2 separate regions of the Ovis aries genome follow, and region 2 is linked to region 1. A link is a contact called in public Hi-C data. All regions are on one chromosome and are shown on one strand. Each heading gives the region's core, a stretch centred on a gene start, on an enhancer-like site or on the middle of the called end of the contact. The rest is flanking DNA. Distances are from core to core; before and after follow the strand shown. Region 1 overlaps RAPH1 (Ras association (RalGDS/AF-6) and pleckstrin homology domains 1). Region 2 has its middle 54 kb from the start of CTLA4.

Region 1 (4,041 bases), core at 1,289-3,788:
TTCCACTTGAATGTAAGCTCCATGAGGAGAGGAATTTTCAAAAATTTTCTGTGATTCCTAATGTATCTTTAGCACCTAGAACATTATTTGCTCAAAAGAGAAGCAATCAGATATTTGAACAAGCATTTAAATATATGCATGTGTTCAATCCATCTTTGTCTAGAAGTTCTGTACTCTAAAATTATCAGCAGTTTTCCTTCAAGATGGTCAGACAGAGTGCTTCAGATGAAGTAGCATATGAAAATCTGACAGTGAAACCTTTTTTTAGACACCTCTAAGTTCTTTAGAGGCAGTAATTATGCCTGTTCTAAAGAAACCTAGGACAGAATAGTTACTCTCACTGAAGTTTAGTGACACTAATACCAGTTAGAAAAATCAACTTGAGATTGGTACTATTGTATCTTGGGGATGTGGGTATTCAAACTGCCCATCTGAAAACAAAGTAATTGTATAGCTTTTCTTTCTACCTCCTTGCTCTCTGAAGCCAACAGGGCTAGGCATAGTATAATTTCACATCAGGAAGAGTAAGTCTTTTTCTCTTGCCTTTCTCTTTCTTGACTTTTGTTGAAATACTGTGCTTTCAGGCACTTCACATATGTTATTTCATTTAAGCCTCCAACTATCCCTTTGGTAGGGGCATTATTCCAAAGAGGGGATTAAGTAGGTCAAATAACTGGGAAGTCTGTTTTTGAATTCCAAAACTATAACATTTGCCTCCCAGCTTTTATCAGTATCTTAAAAATAAAGTGAAGCTGATCATCAAAAATGATTATTTCCTGAATGTTTGATTTAGCGTAAAAATATGAGTTTATGGATAAACATAAAAATGAATTACAGAATAATGTTAGTATTCTTATGAAATCCATCAGTAGTGTTCATTTGCTGTTTTTAAATTTAGAATTCATTGTAGCTGAAGTAAATTCTAATAAAGACTATAGCAACGTGAAATAAATGTTACAGTTGACTTACTGGTACTTTTATTCACATTAAAAGATAAAACAATACTTTTTAATAAGACAGCAGTTTGCAAATTTAAATAGTAATTGCATGTTATAAGTTTTATATAAAGTAGGGTTTACTGATGAAAGGTTAGTGCTATAATATACCTATATATTTATTTTCTGGTGGGATTTAAACTAACAGTTCCTCTGAATTTGGAATCTTATACACAAAAATATATTTTTAAAATAAAAATGCTTTTAGAAACATATACTGAAGCTTATGGTAGGTTCAAAAAGTTTTGCTGAATCTTTAAGAATATTTGATGATGTATTGTAAATATTTTGATAGGAAAAATTCCTAAATATTTGAGCTACTAAAGCTTTTCAATGCTGTGGGGTATTTTTCCCCCTCATGTGTATAGAGTTTTTTTTTTAATGAAATCTCTGTGGCTATACCAGTTGTTAATAATGTGATATGCAGCATAGCATATGATAGCTTCAGTGTAATTCCTTTACTTCCTTCACTTCCCAGAACTATTTCAAGAATAAATGTGTGCAGAAATCTTGAGATATTGGAAAGAAAACAGCAGTTGTGTTTGTTGTAATAACAAGTGGCATTGGCATTGAGGTCCCAGTTATTCTCAGAAAGCAACTTTTTGCTCTGAGATAATAACTAGATGGGAGCTCAGGGCTTTCTGAAATTTTAAGAGGCCTGCGTATCTGAAAGATTGGAGTTACTAGTTATTACAACTACGTTTCTCCTAAAATTCTAATGGCTATGTTGCTGCATCTCACTGAAAATTTATCCACATGTACCAACTTGGTGTTTTAATTCTAGATTTCACTGGCCTAGGAAGGTAATAGAGGGATAGGTACAAACACACCACCCAGTCAACACTGGCATATATGCCGTGATCCTTGTTTTGTGGATTTCTTAGATACCTAAAAGCGAAAAAGCATTTTTATTTGGTTTTAAGTCTGTTTTGTTTTGTGTTGGGAGAGCTGGTAAAGAACCTTATACTGGCTATATAATGGCCAGTTAAATATCTAGGAGAGGAATAAAGAGAAGAGGAGGGGAAATAGAAAATAATATCAGCTACTGTGTTATTGCTTATTCTGTGCTGGGCATGGTGCTTTACATGTCTTAACACTGAGTTTGTATAGAGCCTTGAGAATAGGTACCATTCCCTGGTGGCTCAGAGGTTAAAGCATCTGCTTGCAATGTGGGAGACCTGGGTTCAATCCCTGGGTCAGGAAGATCCCCTGGAGAAGGAAATGGCAACCCACTCCAGTATTCTTTCCTGGAGAATCCCATGGACGGAGGAGCCTGGTGGGCTACAGTCCACGGGGTTGCAAAGAGCCGGACACGACTGAGAGACTTTCGCTTTCTTTCACTTTCACCACTGTTTTACAATGAAGGGAACTAAAGCAGAAAGTGACTAGGTAACTTTCCCGAGGATTTGAACCCAGGCAGTCTGGTTGTACAGCTCCTACAGCATTAGCGTTACCTTGCTACTTCATCATAAAATTGAAGGAGAATCTAGACAAGGCTAGACTAGCCAGTGCGTCTCAGATCCAAGCCTAGAGACAGAACTACATGGGCAGTAGAAAAAAAGGCAAAGAGATTTATGTAGTAACATCCCCATCTGGTGGTGTTTTAGTATATTCCTGAATATGTTAAAATTTTAACAACCGTAAGCTAGCTGTAATCTAAATGAATTGAGGTTTAAATAAAATTCAAATGATGGCTGGTGGTTTCCCATTCTTCTAATAATAATAGTGTTATTATTTCTCCTTTAATTTTTATAGTAACATTTGGAGATAAATGCTATCTTTACACCATTTTACACATGAGGAAACAGGTTAAATAATAAGCCCAGAGTCATATTGCCAGGAAATACTGAGCTGGTGCTTGAACCCAGGCACTCTGGCCACCCCATAAAGGTCTGGATTTGTAACCGTCATGCTGTATTTATTTTTAATATTTGTGAAGAGCACATAACCTCAGTACAAGATGGATGTAAATCTGTTTTATTGAAACATTAATATGTTTTCACAAACCTCCACCTTCTTCCAGTTATTATTTAAAGTGTTAGCTACCAAAAGAAAATGTTGTATTTTGTAACCATGACTCTGATAGGAGGTCATTCATTTCTTGATTTTGGCTCATATTTCAGATCACTGCTTTTCTACACATCCTCCCCAACAAGATTCTGGCTCATAAATGGTACATGTTATAGGTTCAGTTCAAGAAAGTAGTGATTCATAACTTACTTTGCAGAGATTTGTGGAGTTTTTGAGAGATTGATAGAGAACATGATAGCTTTGTAACAAATGAAACTTTTTGAAACTGAGACGGTATAGAGCAAATTTTATGTGAGTTGACCTTCACATTCACATATGTGTTTTAAACACAGATTTTAGATTTATGAAAGTAGTGATAAAGAAAAAGTAAAAACTGGGGACTTCCCTCGTGGTTCAGCAGTTTTCACCATCCAGTACAAGGGGTACAAGTTCTATCCCTGGCCGGGCAGCTAAGATATACCTCCTAGCCAAAAAAAAAAAAAAAAGTAAAATTCAGTAAAGATTTAAAAATTGGTCCACATTGTCTTTGATACTTCCCATGTGCATATTCATTTTTGGTAAGGATGTGTTGAATTTCAATAACTAATAATGTTCCATCATACTGTTTAACATGGCACGTAGCCATCTCTTATTGAACACCTTAGATAATGATTTTTTTTTTAACTAGCCAGTAAGCATTTGGAAATATGACGGGAGCTTATGTGAGACTGAGCCTAGTGAGAATAGATTTATTTTTTAACTTTTTATTTTGAGATAATGTCAAACTTAGAAAAATTTGAAAAAATAGTATAAAGAACTCATGAAACTCTTACTCATGTTCAGTAATTTAACATTTTGCGACATTTACTGTATTATTTTATATATATATATATATTTTTTTCCCCTGAACCAGTTGAGAGTTGGTTGCATTTTCATGCCCTTTTAGCTGTTAATACTCAAAGTACTCATTTCCTAAGAATGAGGATATTGGCAATATAGATTCGGTAGGCCTCGCATTGATGTGGTGACTGACACA
Region 2 (3,620 bases), core at 523-3,022, 320 kb before region 1:
TAACAAGACCTCAAGATTTTATTATATTCGAGATAAAAGATGAGGCTTAGAACTGGGTCACTTAGTCTTTCTCATCCTGTCTCCTCTCAGTTCATAATGCTTGGATCTGCAGTTGGTGTCAACCCATTTAAGCCTCTGCACAATCTTCTTTGTGGTTTATGTATAGCTTACTATCTAATATCATGTACATTTTAAAAGATTGCACTACAGACTTAATCCATCTTTCCAATTCTCCTCTGCACTCTGGGAAATGGCTTTTCTCAATTAATTGAAGGGGGAAAGTCCACTTTCCCTTTTCCTGCATTTGATGGTCTTATATTGCAACCAGCACTCACCCGCTCCCCTACCCCTGACCCTGCAGAGTTACCATCCTACTCCATCCCCAGGGGCAGGAGTGACGGCAGAAGTTCCACCCTAGAGCATTGTCCCTCCTCTGTCCACAGAGTGCCACCAGAGCACCTGCCCCATTTCTGGACTGAGAAAATGGTACCCACTACATTCTCCTACACCAATACTACCATGCATTGGTGACTGGGCACTGTTAGCTTGGCCTCTAAAATAAACCATCAAAGAAAACTTAATAGTGGAAGATGTACAATTTTTCTGCTATTTTTTCCTTCCTGACCCTTGCATGGGCCTCTTTCTGGTCCATGGGAATACAGACAGCCCCATACCTGCGTATAGAAAAGACATCTGTTAGACCTGTAACCTGACAAGTGTGACAGGAGTTCCAAAGGAGAGGGAAGAATGCAAAGCACAGCATGTACAAGGAGATTCCACCTGGTCTGGGGGATCAGGCAGGGCCTCCTTCCGGAAGTGACTTTTCATCTGAGGTCTATAGGATGAAGAAGAGTTACCAAGATGAGGATGGTTCCATACCGGGGGTAGGGGTGGGCAGCTGATGCAAAAACCTCCGGTGATGGGGAGCATGATGCTTTCCAGAAACTAAAGGAAACTAGTATGGTTTGGACCAGGAAGAGGGTAAGGGAACTTAGAATGGAAACAGGAAAGAGACAAAGACATGAAGACCCAAAGGAAAAAGCTTGATATGAGGCAGACTTATGAGAAACGAGTTTCTTCTTTTTATATGATGAGGCCTTCTTGATCGGTAAACACAGAGTATAGTATAGAGGGCAATGGGTCATCACTGCCACCAGTCATCCCTTTTCCTGCCACCCGCATTCTTCTAAAATCCAGAGCCCACTTCATCCCCTCCAGACAGTCCTCCCTGATTTCCCCTGCCTGCATTGCCCCTTACAGCACTTAGGGTTCCCTGCATCACAATCAATGGCCTTTCCTATGCCACTGGTGCTAAGAATAAAACACCAGGACAATAGAAAGCAGAAATCGCTCCAATTCCTGGTTCACCCCCCTTACTGTGGGAAAATGCAAGCTTCACTGGATTTTTAAAATGATGTCTTGGCCATTTAACATAGAAGGAAAGATTTCCTGGTTGTGAGGAACATGTGAGCAAATGGAATCTGGGTATGCAATGCCCTCCTCACTCACAGCTGCATCTCAAGGCAAAATTTCTCCCCTTGTTCCATAGAGAGGATTATTTATAGTCACGAAAAGCATTGCATCTACCAAAAACAAAAGCAAAGAACAAACCAAAAAAGGAGAAAGGCTTTCCCGAGCAAAAAGGAGGTGTGAGTAGGTTTTGAAAATCAAGTCAATCATTTTGTGTCTGAAGATTATCACAGCCTACTCTTCAGTTATTGCAGTAAATCATACTGACCTATAGATGGCACAAGGTGACTACTGAATAAATATCTTGCTACAGATACAGATCACAGAATCAGGCAGGTCTAACAAATTTCAGAGGCCAACTGTTAGCATTTTCTAAGCTTGTGACATCAGGCCAAAGACAGTTAAAGTCTAATGGCTTTTTCAAACCATATGACTGTGTCTCTCCATGCTTCGTTCATCTGTGTCCTCCTAATTTTGTTCTTTTGTTTTTAATTACCAGAGCTACAGTGGTAATCTATAATCAGTTCTCTATTAACTGTTACAGTTTAGAGAATTTACATTCTTGGGCATAATCATAAGGTCAGTACTGCTAACATGACCCCCCACTTGCAGAGCCCTTCCAGAGTGTAGGCACCTTTTTAAAGTACTTGCTTAACCACGTCAACTCAGGTAACCCTCATGGCAATCATGTGAAATAAGTAAAGCACTGTCATCCATCCCCTATTTATAGGTGAGGAAGCTGAAGCACAGTGAAATGTGAAATAATTTTAATGAAGATCACACAACAAATAGTAGAGCTGGGATCTGAACACAAGCCATCTGGCTCCGGTGACCACGTTCTTATCCGCTAGAAGAACGCACACTTAGAACTATTACTGGAGCATGAGATGAACTAAGGCCATCTTCCCCCTCCTTGATAAATCTGTGACAGGTTGGCTTGAGGTCGGACATAGGAGTGAAAACAGCTCCCTCCTGGAACTTTATGGTTCCAAGTCTCCACTGGTCAAGGGAATCCAGTATAGACCCAATAAGGCTGCAAAGGGCAGAGTCTGGGAAAGTTAGCAGAGCTCTCATTACCAGGAGAAGAGTGGGAATACTGCTGATTCAGCCTGTTACATTTGTTTCCCATTTCTAAAATGAAAATTCCATCCAGCTCACTGAGGCATATAATTCACGGGAGTCCCCCAGTGGAGGCAATGGGCAGTATCAGCCTGCCGGGGATAACCTGGATCCAGAGTAGGAGGCCCCTCTCCATCAGAATTTTAATGTGTGATTTCAACAATGGCCAGTTTGTGAAGAGTAGATAAAATGTAAAGTGCATTTGGTAGCATCTCAAAAAGTTAACCAGAGAATTACCACGTGGGTGGAATCGGAGAAGAACTGAAAGCAGGAACTTGAACAGATGTCTATACACCAATGTTCACGGCAGCATGATTTACAGTAGTGAAACTTTGGAAACAACCTCTATGCTCTGAATGTTTCTGTCTCCCCCAAATTCCTATCTTGAAATCCTAATGCACAATGTGATGGTACTGAGACAGGGTCTTTAGGAGGTGAGCATGTCATGAGGGTAGAGCCCCCATGAAAGGGACTAGTGTTGCCATGAAAGAGGCCCCACAGAGATCCTTTTCCCCTTCTACCAGGATGAGAAGTCGGCCTTCTGCCATGCAGAAGAGGATCTTCAACAGAACCAGACCATGCTGACACTCTGATCTCGGACTTTGAACCTCTAGAACTGTGAAAAATAAACTTCTATTCTTTAGAAGCAACCCAGTCTGTGGTAATTCATTACAGCAGCCTGAACGGACTAAGACAACCCAAGTGTCATGTAATTGGATACACAAAATGTGGCATATCCATACAATGGAATGTTATTCGGTCATGGAAAGGAGTGAAGTACTGGTGCTTGCTGCAATTGGATGAACTTTGAAAATACTATGCGAAATGGAGTCAGTCACAAATGGATAAATATTGTATGACCTGTGGTACCTAAAATATGCAAAATCAAAGATGTAGAAAGTAGAATAGGGGTCATCAGTGGCTGAGGGGAGATGAGGGTGGTGATGAAGTCATTGTTTAATGGAGACAGAGTTTCTGATGCAGCTGATTAAGTTCTGGAAATGGATGGTGGTCATAGTTATACAACACCT

Evidence for each region. Hi-C and Micro-C count contacts between places; a contact is called where the count stands out from the background.
Region 2: a contact with region 1 is called in a Hi-C map of liver, with 6 times the contacts expected there. The contact joins two enhancer-like sites. A contact is called at or near these places in 12 of 16 Hi-C or Micro-C datasets (blood, hypothalamus, liver and 7 more).

What each region holds. Positions count from the first base shown.
Region 1 is chr2:205,481,313-205,485,353 of ARS-UI_Ramb_v3.0, reverse strand. The region is part of intron 4 of RAPH1 (Ras association (RalGDS/AF-6) and pleckstrin homology domains 1); the gene reads left to right. Among named protein-coding and RNA genes, the nearest start is that of RAPH1, 55 kb to the left of the region's middle. Within about 2 kb of position 2,538, at least 16 of the 54 cell types and tissues checked have an H3K27ac peak or open chromatin away from gene starts, as enhancers often do. A contact at or near this core is called in liver, where this site is marked.
Region 2 is chr2:205,805,708-205,809,327 of ARS-UI_Ramb_v3.0, reverse strand. It overlaps a transcript of CTLA4 not described here. Among named protein-coding and RNA genes, the nearest start is that of CTLA4, 54 kb to the left of the region's middle. Within about 2 kb of position 1,772, at least 2 of the 54 cell types and tissues checked have an H3K27ac peak or open chromatin away from gene starts, as enhancers often do. A contact at or near this core is called in liver, where this site is marked.